4 separate regions of the Zea mays genome follow, and regions 1, 2 and 4 are each linked to region 3. Evidence: chromatin contacts called from public Hi-C data. All regions are on one chromosome and are shown on one strand. The core of a region is the stretch at or near the end of the contact, and the rest is flanking DNA. Distances in the headings are between cores, read along the strand shown. Region 1 holds the start of LOC100191489. Region 2 holds the start of LOC100276234. Region 3 holds the start of LOC100279065. Region 4 has its middle 21 kb from the start of LOC100276234.

Region 1 (5,801 bases), core at 2,725-5,224, 220 kb before region 3:
ACAACATGTACGTAATATTGCAATGGTTCGTCTGATATGATCTTTACGTGCGCATAGGAGTTGACATGTCTTGCTAGAGGCCACCGTCAATTATTGGGCCAAGTATGAGTACTTGGGCCATGTCTATATGTATGTGAAACTATAGGGTCACACACTTAAGGGGAAGGAAGCCTAACTCGGATTAGATCCAAAATTAGACAGCGCTTTAGAGTTACTGATGGGCCTCGGAGCTAGAAGCCCACCAGAATGCCTATATAATGAGGGGCAGGGGCGCGGTAAAGGTAACCCTAATTCGCCACCAGTAAATGAGCAGTCGCCCGCCCCTTGCCTAGCCGCCGTCACGAACCTAGCAATTTGGAACGCGGCGCTTCCTTCTTGTACGTGTGGATAACTCGGAGGTGCTGCATCTGGAGCACTAGGACGAACCACATGAGGACGTGAAGGTTGCAGGCGACTACACAGCCTTCTTGACGCGTTCGTCTGCATCAAGATGCCTTCCGATGTCCTGCGCGTATGTCATGAGTGGGACTTAGGCCTATGTCCCGTAGGTCATGAGTGGGACTCAAACCTAAGACTTGTAGATCATGAGTGGAAGGAGGACCAATATTGTTTACGCTGCATCCGCCGACTGACGTAGTTAGATTGTCTCCAGCAACGTCCCATAAATTTCGTCCCCTAAAGGAATATTCTCTGTACTTTTGCAACACTCTCTAAAAGATTATAACCTCTATATTTTCTTCATCTATAGCCATGTCCCCTAAATTTCATCCTCTATATCAGCAGTGTAACATATTTCGCATTCTATATTGATTTTTACCAGTCATGTGCATGTGAATGAGCAAACACAATAAATGAGCACAATGTATAGAGGAGAACCATACGTCCTCCATTTCTAGCGGATGCATGTCGTGCTCCAAAATTTATAGGATCCTTTAGAGTCTCTTGTTGGAGACAAAATGGTGCCTGCAACCTCTATATTTTAGAGGACAGAACCATTTACAGGACCCTGTTGGAGCTAGTCTTAATGCGGTGTGCGTAGGGCTGATGGCGTGGCCAGTCTGGATGCATAGGTCCCACTCGAGTGGGTTTTGTCCGATTCGTGAGCTCTTTCTTCCTCCACCTCGCCTAACCCCTCGGCCCGTTATGGGGGGGTCATATTGTAGCCGTGGTGGTTTCAATATTGACGGATGGCAAGCGAGCGATGGTGTTCACACCCAGGCGATCTGATCATTGTCAGGTGGCAAGCGAACCCTTATGCTTACCACCCACTCATCTAGAGATGTCAATGGGGACCCGATACCCGCTAACCCGTGGGGAATTCCCCTATTAGGGTATGGGTATGGGACAAAAATTGTCTCTATGGGTATGGATATGGGACAAAATCTCTACCCATTGGGCAAATGTGTATGGATTTGGGAAGCAATAATCCGAACCCGATTACCCTAGGTATTTCATACGTGTACACCTGTCCCATTTGTATGAATGAGTTGAGGCCGAGCCGACCACCAAGCCTAGCATGGCAGCACACCAGGCCCCACGTCCTATCCCAACAAGGCAACATGACAAGGCAACTAGTAGACTAGCAAAAAACAAACCCCTAAAATAACCAGCCATACACTACGCCCTGCCCAGCCGGCCAGTCATCGCACGCCTAGACAACTGTGCTAGCATTGCACACTGGACAACTGCACTAGCATGGCACACTAGCGACTTCACCAGGGATGAGAGCATCGCTGACTACTAGGAGCCTAGGATGACAGTGACGACCATGGATTCTCATGTGCCAACGAACTCGGATGGTGACCAAAGAAGGTGAGCAGACTCCATTTCTCCATTTCTTCTATTAGCCCCGAAGTACTGATTTCTTTTCTGATGGATGGATGAATGGATCATGGTTCATGGATGATTGCTTACCGATGTGGTGATGTTTGAAATCTGGAAAGTTTGTGCTAATTGTGTCTCAGAATTTTTTTCGGAATTTTCCAGCATGTGATTTTTCCGCATCGCCTGTATGTCTCTGGATAAGGATTACTTATTTTTGTATTTTTTGGACGTTTAAAGATTTTTTGGGATAGATGGTGTTGGAAGGCAGTTGAGATTAATCATTTGGTCTCTCAAACAAATCCACCCTTTTCTAAGCGCATGTTATGTATTAGTAATATATAATGATAGAGAGTTGACAGTCTGTCTTTTCCACACACTAGATTTTAGGGCTTTCCTGTGAGGCTGTGAAAAAACTCTTTATGTGAGGAAAAAATATTTCATGAGTAAGCATGCCATGTCAGCTAAATCGAGTGGATATTGTGAATTGTGAACTTTGAGTCTGTGAACTTGTGATCTTTATGAACTTGTTATACTGTGAACTTGTTATATTGTGAACTTGTGATTTTTGTAAACTTTTTATATTATAAATTTGTGATCCTTGTGAACTTGTTATATTGTGAATTTGTTATATCATGAATTGTGAACTTGTGGTCATTGTGATCTTTTGTCAACTTTGTTGTATTGTGAAGTTTGATATGTTTACCGATCGTATTTTAGATTTCGACCGTTACCGATGTGTTTTCCGTACCGACTTTTGTTTCCGATGTTTCCGAAATACCGATATCGTTTCCGTTTCTGGAGTTACCGTTTTCGATTTCGTTTCCGATAAAAAATATGAAAACGATAATGGTTTTAGTGTTTACCGACCGTTTCCGACCGTTTTCATCTCTATGTGCCGTCATAATTCGCGATCATTATACTAGTCTATTTTATAATGTCTTAAAATAATGTAAGCATGTGATATTTACGTCGAAACATAAATAAGAGATTGTTTATAAAATGTTGTCACCGCATGATTTATAATTAATAATGTAAAATGCTTAATCGTACTAATTCCAAAAAATACTTCCTCTATTTTTTATTTAACGTTTTATAGTTTATTTTTGTACCATTTAGCATTAAATATAAAAATATAGTGGTAGTATAAAATTGTATTGGATATGTTCGCGTTCAATTCTTCTTAATATATGGGGTGCCGTTCTCCTGCGTCGAGAAAAAAAATGTTCCCATTCAATAGCGGGTGAGAGAGATAAAAGAAAAAAAAACGTTTCAGCTGTAGGCTTACCGCTGATCAAATCACATTAGGGCTTATTCATTTTACTCTGAATTAAATGGATTTAAATACCAAACAAATTAAAAATCTTTTATAAACTTTTCTAACTCATCCAATCTATATGAGACTTTATTTGGTTAATCCCGTTATTTATAGATTGGATAGTATTAAAAAAATTATAAAGAAATTTAGGGTGTGTTTAGTTTGGCTTTTGCCCCCTAAAAACCAAAAACCAATTAAAGGGCTGGATCCAGGAAGCAGCTTTTTCTAAAAGCCGACTTGCAGTGTAAAACTGAAAGCACCCTTGGACCTGCTTTTAGTGGCTTTTGGATGGAACTGTGAAAACATATATCGAAGAACTTTTAACGACTTTTAGTGGTTTCCACCAAACTGTTTTTAACTTTTTAACAGCTCATAGCCTACACCAGCTTTTTCCACAGCTCATAATAACTTTTTTCACAGCCACAGCCTAACCAAATAGATTCTTAACTTACTTGTTATTTAAATCCATCCAATCTAACTCAATTCATTGAGAGCTAAACGAACAAGTCTCACAATAGAAATAACCGAACCATATAATGGTGGTAACCGACATGGTCTACCTCTGCCAGTCTGGCCCCACGAAGCGTTGAACCCATCCTTCCCTGCCGTCAGTTGAGCCAGCCACCTCTCAGCCCCCACCTCGTCTCACCGCATTCCATGAACGGAGTCCTCCTGCACCTACCGCTGCCGATCCCACTGCCCCACAGATCAGCCGCACATATCTGGCTTCACGATTCAGTCGAGCGTTGTACCCGCCTACGTGCACCGGGCGCATGGGAGCGATCGTTGTGGACCTGTGGCGCGGCGGTGTCCCCCAGCCTCTTCTCTCCCTCTCGCGCGACCTCACAAGCGCGAACCCCACGAAGCCGGAGCCAAGCCACGACGGGTCGACCGGTCGACGGCCCCTCGACCTGCCCGCCTCGCTTCCTCCGACGCCTAGGGTTTTCTACCGGACGCCGCCGCCGCCGCAGCAGCGGCCCGGGATGCAGGTGTGCCCGCGCAGTTAGCCGCCGTCGGACCCACCGCCGCCGCGCGCCATGTCATTCTTGCGGCGGCGAAAGCCGCTGCCGCCCTCTGACGGTGACGAGTCCGACCACGACGACAACGACAAGGGGAAGAAGCCGTCCTCATCCTCCGGGTCGCCGTCCAAGGAGCCCACGAAGCGGACCAAGGCCAAGTGGTCGTGCGTGGACAGCTGCTGCTGGCTGGTCGGGTGCGTGTGCTCCGCCTGGTGGCTGCTGCTCTTTCTATACAACGCGATGCCGGCCTCGTTCCCGCAGTATGTCACCGAGGCCATCACGGGGCCGCTCCCGGACCCGCCCGGGGTCAAGCTGCAGAAGGAGGGGCTGCGAGTTAAGCACCCCGTCGTCTTCGTCCCGGGCATCGTCACCGGGGGCCTGGAGTTATGGGAGGGGCACCACTGCGCCGAGGGGCTCTTCCGCAAGCGGCTATGGGGCGGCACATTTGGTGACGTATACAAGAGGTGCTTTCTCCTCCTTCATTTTTGTTTTGTTTTCGTTTCCGGAATCACAGTAGTCCTCGTGAATTTTTATTGTAACTACCACTGCAGTTGTGTCTGGTTTATGAAAGTTTGTTTGGTTTTTGGTTGGTTGGACTTATCAATTGAATGTTTGTTGCTTATTACATCACTTGTTCTTTAAGTTTACTTTTGGTCGTTGATGTTGTCTTTAGAAAATACAGGTTCAATGTTTTGCTAATGTTGCTCGGAACAGTCCAACGTTACTCTATTATGTACTTTCTATTTTTTTCGTAAATGCCATTGATAGTCAATCGGCCTGGTCTTTTATATATTTGTATTCAAGATTTTAATTCGTATGAGACTTTGAGATGTCTTTTAAGTTTTAAGGAAATTCTTCTTTTGAGAGCCGTGGAGCTATCTCAGGGAAAGAGTTCTCACTGGGATCTCGGCAATGATAATTCCTCTATGTTTTATCTTTTTTTGTTCTTATGCAAGGGTCCAAAAGTTTCTTATATTTGATTTTGGCTTGTGCTTGGTGAGTAGGTTGGTGGCCTGTTTGGTCCCAATCTATCTTTTAGCTATGTGCCTTCTCAAGACCTGAAATGTAGCAGCAAGAACGTCTTACTGCTGTCTTGAATTGATGCGGTGTTTTTTTTTTTTGAGAGAGAGGGCGTTGAGATTTTTGTTAGTATCACCAGTGGAACTTTAAAGTGCGCAACTATGTGCACTTTGGACCTGCATGGAGCTGGTGTCTTGTGAAACTAAAAACACCCAGACTTTTCTTGTACTATTTGCTTCCCACTTACTATTTCTCTCTCATCCTTACTCACATGGGAACTGTTTTTATGTCCTGAAGAAGAGTGATTATTTTCCCTGGTCTTTTTTTTAACGAATTGGTGGGAGCTCTGCCTTTCAATTAAGAGAGGGAAAAGAGTTAGAGTATCTGCATTTTCCCTGGTCTGTTTGGATCCCAGGAACTAAAACAAAAGTGACTAAAGTTTAGTCACTTATGAGCTAAGGATTCAAACAGGAAGAGCTAGAAGTGACTAAAATGATAAAAAATATCAATCTAGTCACTTTTAGCTCTTCATGTTTGGATCTTTAGCTCTAAGTGACTAAACTTTAGTCACTTTTGCTTTAGCTCCTCGGATCCAAACAAATCATGTAGTTTCTAAACTTTCA
Region 2 (5,676 bases), core at 68-2,567, 210 kb after region 3:
ATGGAATAAAATCAGTTTTTCTGGATGAGTTTGAGTGCTGGAGGCTTGCCGGTGCTACACATCTTGAGGCTTTGGGTCCTGGTGCTGCAATTTTCAGATCAAGGGTTCTATTGGGGGCTTAGTGAAGAGCAGTTGTGTGGGTGTGTGGCCTGCTGGCACTTATGCTGTTGTCCTTTTGTGTGCTGCTGTTTTCATGCGCAGAAGGAAGCTGCAGTTCTGTGCGTAGCAGAATTGGTGGTCTTGTGTTTGGCCTTTTGTGGTATTGTACTTTGGTCCATTTTGGACTGTTTTCTTCTCTTAATTTAATTATGCGCAGCTCTCCTGCGCGTTCACGAAAAAAAAAGAATGCCATAAATGTATATAGAACAAAAGAAACAAACATTCCAGATGCACCTGCAAATATTTGGTTAGTGTCATGCCGCAACATGCTTTCCGTACATAGAATGATCCTTGGCAATCAAGGAAGCACTAGGGTGACTCAACTCTCGTCACACTGTGAAACCTTTTTATAGCTTCACTACATGCATGTCCAAATTATTATTTATCATCTGGTGTCTTGAAAACAACTTACACCTTTTCATTACTAGTAAGATCACACCAAGCATTAGCAACAACATTTTTTTGTAGCACAATGTTAATGATCCCTACCTTTTCACACTATGAGCGCAGGTATAAAATACAGGACATAGTGACAAATCTCTTGAAATAAATTTAACGGTTCCCATGATTAGCAAGTAGCAACCTGGAGTAATGTGCTTATGCTGTCTGGACCTAAAAGTATCAGCTGCCAATTTCTGAACTGACAAACAGGGGAGACCGTACTGTCCAAATCGGCATCCCACAAAAGGTTCAACCTATACTATGGTTGTTCGCCGCATCAATACTAAAAGATTGAGCCTAGAATGGACTCGCCGCATCCAATCCAGTGAATCAACTTATACTAGAGACACATATACAAACGCACAGCTCAATTTTCTTCAGTTCATCGGGAAATTCAGGAAAGAGTTTGTGTTCAATGTCCCCAATCAAGGCAATCGAAAACAAAATCCGTAAACCTCGTTGATTAAAAATAAGTAAAAGCAGAACATACCACCTCTCCAGGGTCTCTGGAGCTCCGCACAGCCGTCAGCAGGCGCTGCCGGAAGGAGACGGAGAGAACCCTAGAGGCGCTGGAGAGCGAGACGAGGCCGCGCAGGGAGACAGCCGAAAAGGAGCAGAACGCGGGAGAGGCCGGAGGCCTGCGGAGTCTGTCCGTGGGGCGCAGGGACGGTGACGACGCCATATTTTTGCGCCGGGTCACAAAGGAGAAAGGACTATGCTCCTATGGCTGAGCCGCTGGGCGCTGATGTAGTGATGTTGCTAGATGCTAGCAAAAGGGGCTTCGGAGGTAGGCGTTGTGACTTGCCAGCTCGGTAACAAGATTAGGGCTCGTTTGACAGTAATAATGTTTCTTATAACCATAATTTTTACAATATTATATTTTATAATAGTTATGATAATACTATAATTTTAGTAAGCTCTAAGAATATTATGATGTTGAGAAACATTATTTAGATACAATATTGTAGACCATGATATCCTGTTTGGTATGGCTAACTGTGTCACACTTTGCTTAAGGTTAGTCGTCCGAATTGAAGACCTAACCTTAGGCAGAAAAGTTGGGCAAAATGTGGCAAGTTAGACAGCGAACCAAAATAGAACCATAATATTTAGGCAAAAAAACTATACATGCCATAAAAACTTTGGATTCGAATGAAGTTTATAATACTCAAAAAATACTATAATATCTAGAATACTATGATTTTGAAAACATTTCTATATATTAAACACGGGACCAAATCTGCAACGATAGACTATCCACCCCACTTCTTTTTCCATGTGCCATTGCATTCCACATCAACGGCGTCAAGGAAGCGATGTTGCACTGAGGTTCGACCCCAGTTCTGGCCGAGCAGGTAGATGGACATCACAACCTCGAGCATGGCTTGACCTGCTCCTATCCCTTCTTCAGCATCTAGTGTGACCATAAGCATCATACACTACCGGAATTGTCAGCTTTGCCGAGTGCCTAAACCACTCGGCAAAGCCTTAAAAACACTCGGTAAACTCTTTGTCGAGTGTCGCACTCGGCAAAGAGGGCTCGACATACAGTGCATCGGCAAAGCCGTCTTTGTCGAGTACTTTTCTTGGGCACTCGGCAAAGTGGTTTGCCGAGTGCCAGAGAACACTCGGCAAAGAAAAGCAGCTGTTACGGCGCCGGTTGACGGAGACGGCATCTTTGCCGAGTGTCCCATGTGACACTCGACAAAGACGGCTCCTTTGCCGAGTGTTTCCTAATACACTCGGCAAAGAATTTACCTCTTTGCCGAGTGTCTACTACCTGCACTCGGCAAAGGAGCCGCCAGATGGGTCCCCATGTCAGGTACTTTGCCGAGTGCTTAGTATGGCACTCGGCAAAGCGTGCTTCTTTACCGAGTGCCAGAGCCATTACACTCGGCAAAGAACCTATACCGGTGCCCAGGTCTTGGTTCTTTGCCGAGTGCTATGGTCCTGACACTCGGCAAAGCACCACTTTGCCGAGTGTCACACTCGGCAAAGTGACCAGTACATACCTTTTTTATTTGTTTTCCCTATTTCATCCAAAGAAACAAAAGATATTCACAGATATCACATATATACATCACAGATCATCACAGACATATATAGCCAACACAAACAGTATTAACACAAATTCTGACATAAGTATTCAACATAAGTTGAGAGGTGTTGGGGACTTGTTCTCAAATGCTAAGAATTAAGAACAAGGCAACATAGAAAATGTTAAGTGTAAAAGTCCTTCGTCCTCCATAACATTATATCCCATTGGAATATAAAGCATCTCGGACGAAGGTTACGAAGGACGAACCTTCGTAAGCGTGACAACGAGGAACGAAGCATTCATATAAATCATGAGATATGAAAATACTTAAATGTTATCATAGAATCATCTCCATTTTTATTATTATAAACGAATGTAAATGACTTCAAATTACAAATGTACCTTCGGTCTTGAAGAATACAAGTGTGATGCGAAGGCAAATGACAGGTTCGCGTGAACAGTACGGGGGTACTGTTCATCTATTTATAGACACAGGACGCAGCCTGTGACGAATTACAATTATGCCCTTTACAAAAGTTTACAACATTATCTTAGACCTCTATGGATAAAAAGGTCATTCTATCTTTATGTCGGTTTGTAACACCGAAGCTCTATAAAAAGGAACCTTCGGCCATTTCCTGGGGACGATTTCAGCCGAAGCTGCTTCTTCGCGCAAGACCTTCGGCGCAACGAAGCATGGCCCCAACAGTAGCCCCTTTCGCGGCGCTAGATCGTTTTTCGTAACGAGCTTGAACCGTGAAAAAATCCTCTCAAGCTTCGGGAAGCCGAAGGTCCAAAAAACACCTTCCCTGAGCTCGTTGCCGAGAAACGATTCATTTCCCGAGATCGTGTCGGTCCCACCTTGCAGAGTCACTGTTTGGTCTTTGCGGTCCACTGCGCAGCGAGTACAAGTTACTGCCCACCTGGTGTAAAAACCCTGCCGCTTCGCCTTCTTACCTGCAGCACTATATAAACAGACGAGTAGGTGTGAAGTTACCACAGCATTTACTGCTATTTGCACTGTTTTGCTGCCAAAATTTTTAACCATCACCGAAGCTTGCTTGTCAGGCTTGAACGAAGCTCCATCTTGAAGCCTGCTTCGGAGAAAAAAGTATTAAAGTTTCACAAGTTCATAATCAAATGGCCAGAGTTCGCTCTACAGCTAGGGTTGAGCGTGAGGGGGACGAAACTGAAGCTTCGGAGACTGTGCCCATCTCCGAAGCGATGCAACGCTCCGGACTGGTGACTGCGGAAGAAATACCTGCTGCCGAAGCAAACCCGACAACTGCCGAAGGAGAAGGGAACATTGAAGAAACCGACTCCGAAGATGACTACCGTATTGCCATGCCCAGCAAACCCAGCCACCTAGACTTCGGAAAATCGACTGTTTCAAAGGTTGATCTCGCCAAGATGGTGAAAGCAGGTTTTTTCAGTGAAGATCAGAAGAAGCTACTTCGCTTCGGGGGAGAAGAGACCACCCCGAAGCCAGAGAAGGACGAGGTTGTCATCTTCAAAAGCTTTCTAAAGGCTGGGTTAAGATTCCCTGTTCACGAGATTGTTGCGGAGATATTGAAGAGGTTTGGCATCTACCTTCACCAGTTAACTCCTAACGCTATTGTTAGGCTTAGCGTTTATATTTGGGCCCTCCGAAGCCAAGCAGTGGAGCCTTTTGCTGACAGTTTCTGTCGAGTTCATGAATTGCATTATCAAACAAAGGCCCGAAAAGATGGGCTTCATGAAAACTTCGGTTGCTACAATTTTGCCTACCGGAAAACCGCAAAATTTCCTGTAATTAGCTACCGAAGCAAATGGCCGGCAGGCTGGAAATCAGAATGGTTCTATGTTAAGGTTGATGAGGACAAGGAGAAGCTTGTGCAAAGTCCACTCGAGCTAACTTTCGGAGAAACCCGACCCCACTGCAACATGACACCAGAGGGTCAAACTCAACGGGCAATGGATGAATTCAGAATCATTGCAGAGCATATTGGTACCAGGGATCTGGTTCAAGAATTCTTAGCATTCAAAGTCTTCCCTACTCTGAAAAAATGGGAAATGCCAAAGTTAAAGGGGGAGAAGAAGGAAGGGGATCTTGTCCGACTCCCTTACCACTTCAGATTCAAGAAATATTTTAAGAAGCCCTGCCAAGAGTGGCTGGACACAGTTGAGGTGATGTGTAATGAAATTCTTGGGAATTATTCGAAAAAAGAAGATCAACTGATGACAGCAGCCTTCGGCACCCGTCCGAAGCGAAGGCTGAACCGAGTGTTTGATGCACTGGGCTTCGAATATCCTGACTATGCGCAGCTGAACAAGGGTGCTGAGGGCCAGAGAAGAAAAAGAGAGGCCGAAGCTTTAAACAAGGATGAAGAACAACCACCAAAAAAGAAGAAAATTGTCAAGAGAAAAATATCAACTCCAAAGCGAAAACTATCCGAAGAAGAGGGGACCCCCACACCACCTTCTACCAGCGACGTGGAGGAAATTCTAAAGGTAATGACTGAACCCATGCCCACGAAGCTAAGTCCATTAGGGCCTCGACTGACGAAGCTTTTTCAAAAGGTGGCGGAGCCGGAAAAAACGAAGATAACCAAAGCAAAAAGGCAAAGAATTATTGCCGTAACAGAAGTTATTGACATGACGCCACCGAGAGCATCAATTCAGAAAAGAGCAGCTACTGAAGACACAACAAACGTCGAAGTCGCACCTCCGGAGGTCGCGGCTACCGAAGCCGCTACAGCCGAAGATGTGAACTTAGAGACTACCATTGAGAATATCGACAAAATTTTAGAAGACATGGCTGCAGAAGAAGCTGCCGCTGCTGCTAAAAAAGTTGTGGCCGCAGTGCCTGAGAAGGGGAAAGGAATAGCCGAAGTCGCTTCGGACGACGAAGCCTACACATTTCGAAATTTAATTGGGCAAAAACTTTCGGAGGACGAAATAGAAGAGCTAAAAGATTATGCCAAATCTTGCGGATACAGGCCAGGAGCTCTTCTATTCGGAGGTGTGGACGATGAAAAATTAGGCTGCATTCGAGACCA
Region 3 (6,006 bases), core at 322-2,821:
CTGACTGTTTGCACCCCTAGTATTAACTACCATATGCACACCTATGGCTAGTAAAGACCATGACCATTGATGACAAAGACAAAAGGTGTCTATATGAGACCATAGACATATACGGGAGAAGAAAACGAAGGTGCACAAACAGCCTACAGAAACCAACTGCCAATAGAGTAATAGACAGTAACATTAGAGCTAGTGTCTCTTTGTAAGCCAACTGCCAATACCTGTCCGTCTGTACCGAAAGCTTCTCATTGGTACCTATCTAATGAAGTTCCATAGAACAGTATAAATGTAACATATCAGGTGCAAGTCAACCTATTGGTGCAAACCAACAAAAGAATGGAGGTGGGAGAACCTTTTAAAAAAAATCATATAAAAAAGGTCTTGCCACCTCCATTCTTGTCTCCATTCTTGTGTTGGTTTGCAAGTTTTGCACCAATAGATTGGTTTGCACTTGATATGCTCCCTAACTCAAATGGTCCAACCTAACAGATCCAAAACCAGATTATTTTTGCTAGGCCGGTCTCTTATATCTCCCAGCTATTTCATTAAAATGATTTTTTATACAATCCAAACTAAAAGGATCACAACAGAATGCAGGTCCCATCAGATATCTGTTAAACCATTGCGGTCCTAATCCCACTGAGTGAAATTACAGCTGGAAATTACTAGGCTCGCAAAATGCATTGCTACAATTGGGAATGCTAAGGGTAATAAATTCTATGAAAAGGGGCATCTGATAAACAAATTCAGAAAATCGTGATGCTTTCTGCAACGAGACCACCGAGCTTGCAAGTAACTGAACAAGTAGGCTGAGAGCATGTTTATTCATCATGACAAGTTGGGATAAGACATTTAGGTGACTCTCCAGGAGCTGTTGATCATGACTCAGGAGGGTGAACAACATAGGCGTATCAAATAATAACAGCTACCATTGCACATAAAAATCCTAATTATTTACCTTCAAATCGGCGTCTTTGTCATTGCCAGGGAGGGCGAACCAGCCGCCCGCCAAGATCTTGACGACGCCGAGGAGCAAGCACACGCCGCAGAAGGCGAGGAACAGCATGTTCCCGAGCTTCCTCCTCTCGCGGATCCCCAGACCAAGTCCGACCGCGCTGCCGCCGGAGACCGGCGGCTTGAAGAGCCGGAACCGGAGGTGCTGGTTCTGCTGGCTCTGGTGGAGGAGGAGGCCGCTACCGGACGACTCCACGGAGTCCGAGGGAGGGCTCCCCAACCCGTCGCACCTCGGCGAGCGCGGAGAGCCGATCTGGAGCTCGATCTCGCCGCCCCCGCCGCGCTTGAACGAGCTGGCCCGGCGCGTCATGGAGCCTCCGCCGGCCATGCGGGGGCTGTGCAGGCGCTGCTGCTGGTGGTGGCGCAAGTGGTCTCCGCCGCCGCCGCCGCCGGAGCCTGATGTCCCGGCACCGGCTGTCCCGCCGTTGCCGTGCATGGGCTGGTACCCCATGTGGATGCGATGCAGCCTCCCAGGCCGACCTCTGAAGTGGCAGTAGCCTTTCCTTCCCAGACCCCACGTGGTCTCGGCACTTATGGCAAAATTAGGGGAGGCGCCATTAATGGAGCTCGGTGGGGAGGTGAGGACTGAACTCGAGGAGCGAGCGAAGACCGCGTAGTGGGAAAAAAGGAGACGGGACACGGGAGTGAGGAGACAGACACACAGGGAAACGGTCAGACGTGGCACTGCAATTACGGCCTTGCCATTTGGACGCGTCGGCGCTCGTTCTCGTTCGCATGCAGAAATTTGAGAAACTTCCATTTCGTCCGAGATCTCGTCTTGATCTCTCAGCTGCGGTAGTAACTGCGGACTCTGACAAAGGGAGGAAAAGATCAGCTCAGGTGGGCCGCGTGGTTCGAAAAACAGCTTCCGCTAGATTCTCGGATAAAGCTGCTTTCTAGAATAGATCTCTGTATCGATTGGTTGGAAGGAGCGAACACGGAAGATGAAGGGTATTTAGAGGGTGTTTGAATGCACTAGAGATACTTCCTCCAGTGCAGTAAAGGTAGTCGTTTAGGACATAATTGTGCATACCAAGGAGTGATTAATTATCATAGAGTTTTCCCTGTTTGCCCCTATTAAATAGGGATATGAGTGCATTAATGTCACTAAAACAATCAGGCTTGATTGGTTGCTGCAGCAGCTCCAAGGCATTCTAGACTGGAGGTCTCAAGTTCGATTCCTCTTAAATGCATCTTTTTTTGTGCAATTACTAGGGGCAATAACGTCCAAATCCCAGACCCACGCGCGCTATGACTTCTTTTTGTGCACGCTCGGTCACGCGCAGGATGACTTCTTTTACTGCACCGGAGGGAGTAATAGTTAGTGGTTAAAATTAGCTAGAGATATTCAAACACCTTAGCTTATAGTTTAGCTATTAGCTATTTTTAGTAAATTAACTACTAGTTAGCTAACTATCTGTTAGCTAGCTAATTCTACTAGTATATTTTTAGCTAATTAACTATTAGCTCTAGTGCATTCAAACACTCCCTTAGATGCACTATAGATAATAGTTAGTTGACTAAAAAATTCTAGTATAATTAGCTAATTAACAAATAGTTAGTTAAGAGCATCTTCAAAAGATTAGTCAATTAACTCGTCAAGCCAAATTTTGGCTACTTAGTAGCAAAATAAATCTCCAACCGACTAACAATGTGACTCGTCAAGCTATTTGACTCTTTAAATTGGTTCCGTCACTGGCCAAACTTGGCTAGCCACTCTGACTAGTCAAACTAGATCCTGTTGGACTGATGAGATGCTACATATAAAGTGTAATCTTTATGAAAAGATAAATATAGAGTCAAATAGAGAGCCAAAAATTAAGAGTCGCTTGGAGATGCTCTAACTAGTAGCTAATTTACTAAAATAACTAATAGCTAAACTATTAGCTAGTGTTTGGATGACTTTAGCTAATTTTAGCCACTAACTATTATCTCTAGTGCATTCAAACACCACCTAAGACTAAAAAAGTGAGTTGGCAGTGAGTAGGGCCAACTTTTTTACAATCTAGCCCTTTTGGGTTTTTTTTTGCACAATTATGCCCTTTGCAGTTTCATTTTAAAAAATGGACCCCCCGGCTCGGCGCCATTATATCGCCGAGCTAACGTGTGACGGCGCCAACATTGATGGTGCCTGACTGGGTGACGTGGATGGTGAGGTGGTGGGGGTCGGCGCCATGGATCTTGGCGTCGACCCCTGGTACCGGCAGAATCGTGTCAGGGGGTCGGCGCCATAGATCTTGGCGCCGACCCCCTTTATACCGCGCGGGGTCACCTTCTTCCCCGTTTTTCTCACTCTTGAAACCACGTCGCTGCCTCGCCGCCCACAGGCCCACGCCGGCCGGCCCGCCACCCACGCGCCCCGTGGCCCCGCCACCCCGCCGTCATCCGACCTCGCCCCGCCGTCACCACGCCACCGTTGCCCCGGGCCGCTGTCGTCCGACCTCGCCCCCGGCCATCTAGGTAATTTTTTGAGTATTTAGTTAGTATTTTTAGTTATTGTGTTAACATTTTTGTTAGGTATGTTAGTTTTGTTGCTATAATTAGTTGTTTGTTGAATGTGAGTGTCATGAAAATGAATGTGATAAATGCGAATTTGATCGAATATGATGAATGTGAGTTGAATGTGCAGGTTTTAGTATCCTCCCCGTGCAGGGGAGGTGCTGTCAAAATTTATACTTAGTTATTAAGTAGTTAGTTATAAGGTGGTTAGTATTTTAGTGGGTTGTGGTTATAGTTATAGTTATGTAGCTAGTTATTAGTGGGTTGTGGTTAGGCAATAACCATCCATAGTGGATATTGAATGTTTAATTCGTGTTTCAAATAGATGGACAATTTTATGAGCTTATATCATGGAGGCAATGTGGAAGAAGATCCCTATGAAAATGCCAAGTTCATTGACATGCGACACATGTCTGTACTATTTGTTGGTAGACCCTCCTTGAGCGATGTGTTTACAAAGGCTAAACAAAAGCTAGGTTACCATGAAGATGATGACATTGCGGTTGATGGAGTGCTTAACATTGGTCATCCACCAAATGTCATAAGACGAGTCATCCCAATTGATTCTCAACTGGATTGGGATAATTACGTTACTTCGGCTATGAAGACCTAGTTGCAACTCATGGAGGTTATGATGCGGTCGGTTGTAGTAGATCGTCCCCCTGAAGACTATGATCGTGCTGTGGATGACGTGCCAACTGTGCCTGATGCTCAATCTGGCCCTAATTTGATCCCATTAAGTCAGCCAGGAGATGGCCTACAGACATATTCTGCTGCGTGTATCCCTTTGGCATAAACCAATTGCAGTAAGTTTCATTAGCATTACATCTTCATTTTGGACCATGAGCACTTTGCTCATTCCATTTGACGTGGGACTGATGATCTTGTACATGTTGCAGGAGAGACCGCTGCTCTTGTGGTTGATCCTTAGACCGTGGCACGTGGCTGCTTCGGTGATGGATTTATTGCCTCGAACAATCCTGAGTTTAGGAATGAAGAGGAGCCATATGCCTTTGCTATGGCTGCTGATTCAGATGATGATCGTCTGGTTGGTGAACTCGCAGAGAGTGACATTGAGATGTTGCAACGTGTTTTTCCAGACGGCCGGGATCCAAGAGTGCATGAGTTCAGCGATCTGTCTTTCTCATCAGGCAAATGTAGAAGGAAGGGATGATGAGCTGCTAGATGCTCCTGAGGTCGGTCCTAGCATGATGATTGAAAAGGGTAGGGTCTTCAAGGACCTGAGTGCCTTGAAGAGGTGGTTGCAACATTATGCAGTCTTACGTAAGAGGCCGTATAGAGTAATTCATTCGTACGAGAAACATCGTTACACGGTTGTATGCAACAAGGATAACTGTGCATGGAGGGTCTGTGCTAGGATACAAAAGATCACCGCAAAGTGGAAGATAACAAAAGTAGTGGGGCCACACACCTGTGCTGAACACGAGTTAACGATGAAACATCGCTAATTGACATCTACCCTCATTGGGAAGCAGCTTATGGGAATACTGCAGTCGGAACCAAATATGAAGGTTAGGTCAATCATGAGGATTGTGGAGAATGTGTTTGATGGGTATAAGGTAACATATGGTAAAGCTTGGAGGGCTAAGCAGTGTGCGTGGAAGATGATATATGGGGACTGGGAGTCTAGGTACGAGCAGCTACCTATTCTTTTAAATGCAATGAAGGCGGTTAATCCAGACATGCATTATGAGTACATCCCTAAACCAAATGCATGGATTGATGGGAGGCAGATATTCTTCCGTGTGTTCTGGTGCTTTCCCCAGTGTGTGGATGCCTTCCGACATTGTCGTCCTGTCTTTTCAATTGACGACACGTTTCTGCTTAGCAAGTACCAGGGCACTCTTCTAATTGCCATATCCATTGATGCAAACAACAAGCTAGTTCCCCTAGCATTTGCTCTGGTTAAGAAAGAGAACAAAGACAGTTGGGGTGGTTTTTGCGACTGGTCCGGATACATGTGGTTGGCCCAGAACGGGAAGTTGGTGTAATATCAGATCTGCACCAGGGAATACTCAACACGGTCCGTGAACAGATCGATGGGTACCCTCCTTTGTATAACAGGTGGTGTACTCGACACCTTGCTGAGAATCTTCTGCGCAAGGATGGTGTCAAGGATAACTTTGAGCTTTTCTAGGAGACATGTCGCCAGTTGGAAGACAAGTTCTTTAGAGAAAAGTTAGAAAAGCTCAAAGTCACAACAAATACCGAAGGCAGGGATTGGTTGACTGGATTGATGCCGGATTTGGAGAAGTGGACAAGAGCTCACGACTTAGGTGGATGGAGATATGAGTTCCAGTGTAGTAGCATGGCTGAGTCATTCAACAAATTATTGTTGGGCATACGTGGTATGCCAGTCACTGCTATAGTATCCTTTACCTTTTACAAGCTTGTGACATGGTTTAATGATAGACACACCCATGCAGTTGGATTGCAGAATGAGGGAGAGAGATGGGCTCCAAAACCTAAGAC
Region 4 (6,355 bases), core at 3,131-5,630, 190 kb after region 3:
GGGCCATGCGAGACAAAAATAAGTCTTCGCTAGCCGCGCAGGGGATGAGAACATTCTTGGGCCATCGACCCCCAGTAACCTCCAGCATTCGCGCCGAAGACTCGCGGAGCTCGGGCGAAGACATCCTTCCCCCAGGGGCTGCGCACGTCCCCATCAACTCCACAGCAAAACTATCGGAAACCCCCAGTTCCCCCACTGCAGTACCTAATTTCCTCTTCTTAGCGGCTGGAGTGGCCTCCTGCGAGGGGTCTTCTTCAGTCACGGTCACTGGCCTCTTCCCGCGGCGGTCGGCGGCGTCTTCCCCGGGATAACCACCGTATGGCAAGCCGTTCAATTCGAAGACCCGATTCAATCTATCGTTGGCCCCACGGATATCCTAGCTCTGCACACCCTCTGTCTTCGGCACATAGCGCCCCACGATCCTCGCCGCACCGTCTTCCGCTTCGCGCACGAATGCGGCGGGATCCCGACCATGCAAATCCAACGCGAAGGCTGGACTTCGCACCTGCTGCCCACCCGGGAAGGCATCCCGCAAGGGCATACTTCGCCCAGCGCCCAGCCATGCGCCAAGGGCCATACCCCATACCCGATAAATTCCTCCACTAAATCGCGCCCGCTACTCATGCGGGCAGCACACCGAAGGGCTCCCTCGTCTTCATCATCATCCGCCACCTCAAACTGTGGGTACGCCACATAATAGTGGGAACACATGACGGCCACGGGTAGTCCTGGGTGGTCTTCAACTACGCCTTCGGAAACGTAAAACCAGAAATCCCACCAGTTGCCCCATTTATTGCGGGCGCAGGGAACCAACTCCACGACTTCCATCGAAGTCTTACCGGTCCTAGGCGTAAACGTGCACGATCCAAACTATGCAATCTCATGTCCAATTTTCCTCTTTTGCCAATGCAGACAGTAATGCTTCGCGAAGACCTCCACAGAGGGCTGACCACCATACGAAGTCGCCGCCCAAACATACTTCGCCAGGGCCACCACGGCATTCGGCGTCAACTGGTGTACCTGGACCTCGAATCTCCGCAGCACCTCTGCCACGAATCGATGTGTAGGCAGACGAAGGCCAGCGGTGAAAAACGCTTCAAACATGACCAACTCGCCTTCCGGCTCGGGGACCTCCTCCGCCCCAGGAACACGCCCCACTCCGCTGCCAAAATATCCAAGTTGCTGCATATCCTGGACGCGGACCGAGGAAATCCGCGACACACCAAACTCAACTGTATCACCAGGACGGAGCTCCTCCGCCGCCATGTCGCTCAGAGTATCCTCAGACAGTGCGCCGGCCGGCGGTGTATTTGCAGCAGACGAGGAAGAGGTCGGCATGGCTACGTACCGTCAGCGGCGGCGGGCGGTCTGCTTGACGCGGGCCAGATCTCCGACGAGTAGGAGCAAGGAGGGCAGTCGAGCGGACGAGCGGTTTCAAAAGGAGGCTAGGGTTTTGCGGCACGCAGAAAGAGAGCATGACTCGCGCCGCCCCCCGCTCCCCTTTTTATACATAGGACGCGGCGCTTCGGGAAACCCGCAGTCCAACAGTGCCGCGTCCATCAACAGTCACATCAAAAAACCCCGAGGAACCATTTCGAGCGAGGGCAACGTCTCCACCATCTAGCGACGTCTTCGGCACTAGATGACTTAGTCGAACTGGTCCCTCAGAGGGCAAATGTTGGGGCAAAGGCGAAGACGCTACCCTCCGCTCCAGCCTTCGTCTATCTTGCTGCGCTGACAGGAAGCAGAAGGACCGGTGAGGTCCACCCTTCGTCTGTCTCGCTGCGCCGACAGGGAGCAGAAAGACCGGCGAGGTCCACCCTTCGTCTTCTACGATACAGGACGAAGGCCTACGGCGATGTCGCCCCATCCTACGTCCTCACTCCGTCTGGAGGCCCACGTGGGATTCGACCCATTGTAACGGGCCCCGCTCGGATAAATGTATTACGGGCCCGATTTGTAACAGCTTTTCTGTAATGACAGTCTGTAACCCTCCTTTATAGGAATATTCCGGCGATAGACCGGGTGCCTGAGGGCACATGCGTCCTTACATTGAGACGTTGGGTACTCAGGCACCTATAAATACCCCCGTAAAGTTCTCTTGAGAGGCTGGATTAACAGAGCAATTGTTGCCTCAAGTTAAACCGTGTTCACATCTTTCCCACTCCCCTGTTGGAATCAACCTGTCCGGGAACGCAAGTTCCAACGAGGTTCACCAGATCGTCGTCGTCGATGCTGCTGGCATGGCGCCCACCGACAAGCGTCGGCTCCCCAAGAACGGAGAGCACCCACCGCTTGGGAAGAGGAGATGAGAGCTCCACTCTGTGGGATCCACAAATGTGCGGGCTCCGTCGTCGTCAACGACACTGCCTCCATTCTCAGGGGGCAGACCTCCGGCGACGGCGTGATCGAGAGGTGCTGCGCTTGGGCGGGGCAAGGCAGTCCAGGTTGGGGAAAGCGTGGATAGAGAGTACAACGGTGATGGGGAGTGCGGTGTAGGGCACACCGCTGACGAGGTCGTAGGGGATCTGCAGATGGAAGGGGGCGATGACGATGGAAAGGGGCGGGCGCGCTAGCTGTGGATGGAAGGGCGAGGAGATACGAGCGTCGATGAAGGGGAGATATGGGACGGGGCCGTACCTGGAAGGGCAAGGAGCTTTGGGGCGCACACGTACCTGGAAGGGCGAGGAGCGAGGGCGAGGATCGCAGGGGAAGGGGCGAGGGGCCCTTCGGAGCTCAGGAGATACAGAAGCGTGGGTAGTTCGTCGACGTCGTCGATGGAAGGGCGTGGTGGGGGAGGATTTGGGGGTGAGCAGGGATTTCGGCGTCGGGCAGATTCTGTGGAAGCACTGATGTGGTGGCTACAGCGCGGTAGGAATGAGTAGTGCTAGGAATTGGGCCGTGCCGGGCCAGCTCGGCCTAAGCCCATCGTGCTTCGTGCCAAATGGGTTCGGGCCATTAAAGCGTAAAAGTTTTTTGGGCTGTGCCGTGCTAGCCCGAAGTACAAAAACAGTGACCCAGTCCGGCCCTAAACCACGTCGTGCCTTTGTTGGGCCGTGCCGGCCCAAGCCCGGCCCGTATATTTGACCGCATAATATCAAAATATTACAACCACATAAAGTCCATAGCTTACTAAATTAAAGATATTAAACAATCCTAGCATCATTTGACCACATAAATTCCAAATATCATAACAATATAAAGTCGATATCTTACTAAATTAAAGAAATTAAACAAATTGGACTTAATTGGGCCGTGCCGGCCCAAGTCCGGCCCATCTGTGCGGGTCGTGCTGGGGGCCCGACGGGCTGGAATTTGAGGCCCGGCCTAAGCCCGCCTTCGGGCCGTGCTAGCCCGGCCCATATTATTTTGTGTCGGGCCGTGCTTTGGGCTCCTGTTTTTGGGTCGTGCTCGTGCTGGCCCAAAAAGCCCAGCCATATTCCCAGCACTAGGAATGAGCAATGGCGCGGAGCCGCGGAGGGAGAGGTTTTCGAGGAGCGAAGGGCGCGTAGTGACACATGGGCGGGCGCGACGGGATGCTGGGCGGGGCACGGTGAAGCTGGGTGTGGAGTGTGGATGCCCACGATAGGTACATATAGATTAGTAGAGATTATGTGATCTAAATCTTGTCATTACATTCGAACTATCGTGTTGGACTATTGTATGATCTTGACTTATTGGTATATTGTCATGTTAATTTATGGTCTGTGCAATGTTTGTGGTGTAACTGTTCTATACGTGAACTAAATTTTAGTGAATAATAAGCAATTCATACATCATCTAATAAATATCTATTATCTGACCCCTGTATTCATATCCCGTCTCTAATTATTCATATCTGACCCAGAATTCAATTGAAATACATAAGGTATGATACATGATATCTACTAACGGTCTGTATCCGTCCTATTCTTACCACTAAATTTTATAGTTAAAAGTACTAATTAACGAAATAGAGGAAGATTAGAGCTCTCCTGTACCCGGCGATTTGCTTCTCTCATTCCAGATACCAGGACTCCAGGAGGAGGCAGCGTTGGATCATCTCCGTGAGCCGTACACGAATTACTGGGAAGGAGGGAGAGGAGAAACTCAGGAGGAGGCAGTGTTGGATCATCTCCGTGAGCCTTACACGAATTACTGGGAAGGGGGGAGAGGAGAAACTCAGGACTAGTTTGACAACGAGAAAACCGGAAAGATTTGGATGGGTTAAATTTCCCGTTTTATTCAATTTTGATGTATCAACACGTCTTGGATCGTTAGGAGACCGGCTCCGGTTTTATAGCTCCCAAATAGCCAGTGCAACGTTGGAGCCGGCCTCATACTAGTATGTAAATAAACGAAAACTCGTGATCTTTTATCTTAATTTCAATTCAACACGTCTCTCTCCAAATTATCAAAGTTACACACGAAAACTCGTGATCGCGACATGTTGATCCACTTGCTTATAACACCGCGGAAGCAAAACAAAAGACAGAAAGCTCTCACTGAACCGAGAAAACTACTTTGAACCAAGGTTATGTTGTTCAGCTGTTGAACTGAAAAAAAATCATAAAATACCTGAACCATTTAAACAACTGAAAGAACTAATACTCAATAGAAACCAAAGTACTAGATATCAGCCAATGTACTGAATTAAATAGGAACAAGATGCTGCACTGCACCTAATCCGAATGCGAATGTCTACTTTGTTGTTGACGGTCAGCTGCTGTCGCCTGCTGAAACGAGTTGCTGAAAAAAAATATCCTGCTGCAGGGAACAGATGTAGCAACAACTGCTGCAAAACGAAAACAGAAAGCAAGCTGATATGCTGCTGTTTTATGAACTGAACTGAAGGTGAAACTCAATGCAGCTGAACAACAATTGATCTGTATTCTGTAGCTCCTCTCAATCTGCAGGGCCGAGTTCAGAACAGAGAAACAGCATCACGGGTTCAACGTCGAACTACTGCTGAAATACAAACAGTGAGGAACACAGCTGTCAAGGACCTCCCGACCTAGGGTAGCTGGCCCCTGACTACGGAGTTCGTAGCCACGGTCCGTCGTCGCCGGTGAGGTTTTTCCCCTCAACCGTCGGCTTGTTTTAGAGAGAGATTAGGAAATAATAATCTTGCTTGCTTTATTCCCTGCTGCCATGTGGCTTATAAATAGCCCTATGGCTAACCAACTTCTCCTATAAACTCTCAACTAACTCTTATTTTCTTGGACTTATCTGCTGCCAACTAACTCTCCACAATTCTCTCGTCTCAATCTTATTCTCTAGCCTTATCTTTATTTCTAAATCTATCCACTGGTTGTGGCCTTCTCCTGTGCGCGTTCAGCGCGCTCTGCAGCGCGGCGTGCGTCACGGCGGCGCCTATATGTGCGCCCGCACATGACATCTCTCCCCCCCCCCCTCGAGACCCAGCTCGTCCTCGAGCTGAAAGTCTGGGTACTTGCTGCGGAATTCGTCGAGGTCTTCCCAGGAAGCGGACTCGGCCGGTTCGCCCCTCCAGTGGACGAGAACTTGACGCACGCCTCGCGCCAAGCGTGCCTGAGTAACCTGCATCGGCTCAGGGACCACGGCGCCGTTGTGGATGATTGCTAAGGCAGGCGGGGACGCTGGTGGAACGCCGACAAACTTCTTGAGGACACCCACGTGGAACACATCATGGAGGCGCGCCCCTGGCGGCAAGGCCAGGCGAACGGCGACGTCGTTGATGAGCTCGACGACGCGGTAGGGCCCCACAAAGCGAGGCTTGAGCTTGCCCGTGGTGGTCCTGGGCATTGAAGAAGCTGCCCGCTGCCGAAGACGAAGGAGGACCCAATCCCCTGGCTGGTAGGAGACTTGACGGTGGTGCCGATCGTAGTAAAGCTTCTGGGTCGCCTGGGCCTACTCTAGGCGGTACCGGACCTCCTCCAGGAAGGCCTCCCGAGCCTCCATGTCCCGGGCGACGGCTGCCACCCTCGTCTCCCCCGGCTCATAAGAGCGGATGGAAGGTGGCTCTCGGCCATACACCACTCGAAACGGTGTGTCCCGAAGCGAAGTCTGGTACGCGGTGTTGTAGGTGTACTCAGCCCACGGCAACCAGCGCAGCCATTGGCGGGGGCGATCTCCAGTGAAGCAGCGCAGGTACATCACTATGACTCGGTTGGCGGCTTCCGTCTGGCCGTCCGACTGGGGATGAAAAGCGGACGTCATGTGAAGCTTAGTACCCATAAGCCTCATGAGCTCCTGCCAGAACGTCGAGGTGAATACCGTGTCGCGGTCGGAGACGATGGACTGCGGAACGCCGTGGAGGCGCACAATGTCGGTGAAGAATGCCTGTGCCACCGTCTCTACCGTGTACGGGTGCGCGAGTGGAATGAAGTGGCAGTAC

The links. A called contact is a pair of places that touch in the nucleus more often than the background predicts.
Region 1: a Hi-C map of tassel shows a contact between it and region 3, with 9 times the contacts expected there. The contact joins the promoter of LOC100191489 here to the promoter of LOC100279065 in region 3. A contact is called at or near these places in 6 of 25 Hi-C or Micro-C datasets (bundle sheath, ear, leaf and 2 more).
Region 2: a Hi-C map of endosperm shows a contact between it and region 3, with 4 times the contacts expected there. The contact joins the promoter of LOC100276234 here to the promoter of LOC100279065 in region 3. A contact is called at or near these places in 4 of 25 Hi-C or Micro-C datasets (bundle sheath, endosperm, leaf and 1 more).
Region 4: a Hi-C map of leaf shows a contact between it and region 3, with 6 times the contacts expected there. The contact joins the enhancer-like site here to the promoter of LOC100279065 in region 3. A contact is called at or near these places in 10 of 25 Hi-C or Micro-C datasets (bundle sheath, ear, leaf and 3 more) and 1 of 3 datasets of contacts at active chromatin or transcription factors (leaf).

Annotation. Positions count from the first base shown.
Region 1 is chr7:127,854,125-127,859,925 of Zm-B73-REFERENCE-NAM-5.0, reverse strand. It overlaps LOC100191489, which reads left to right and starts at 3,974. Exons shown (of 6, transcript NM_001136921.1): 1 at 3,974-4,622. The coding sequence starts at 4,177.
Region 2 is chr7:127,421,041-127,426,716 of Zm-B73-REFERENCE-NAM-5.0, reverse strand. It overlaps LOC100276234, which reads right to left and starts at 1,317. Exons shown (of 8, transcript NM_001150072.1): 1 at 1,091-1,317. The coding sequence starts at 1,282.
Region 3 is chr7:127,630,981-127,636,986 of Zm-B73-REFERENCE-NAM-5.0, reverse strand. It overlaps LOC100279065, which reads right to left and starts at 1,571. Exons shown (of 9, transcript NM_001354577.1): 1 at 959-1,571. The coding sequence starts at 1,465.
Region 4 is chr7:127,442,931-127,449,285 of Zm-B73-REFERENCE-NAM-5.0, reverse strand. It overlaps a transcript of LOC100276234 not described here. Among protein-coding and RNA genes, the nearest start is that of LOC100276234, 21 kb to the right of the region's middle. Within about 2 kb of position 4,380, at least 2 of the 20 cell types and tissues checked have an H3K27ac peak or open chromatin away from gene starts, as enhancers often do. A contact at or near this core is called in leaf, where this site is marked.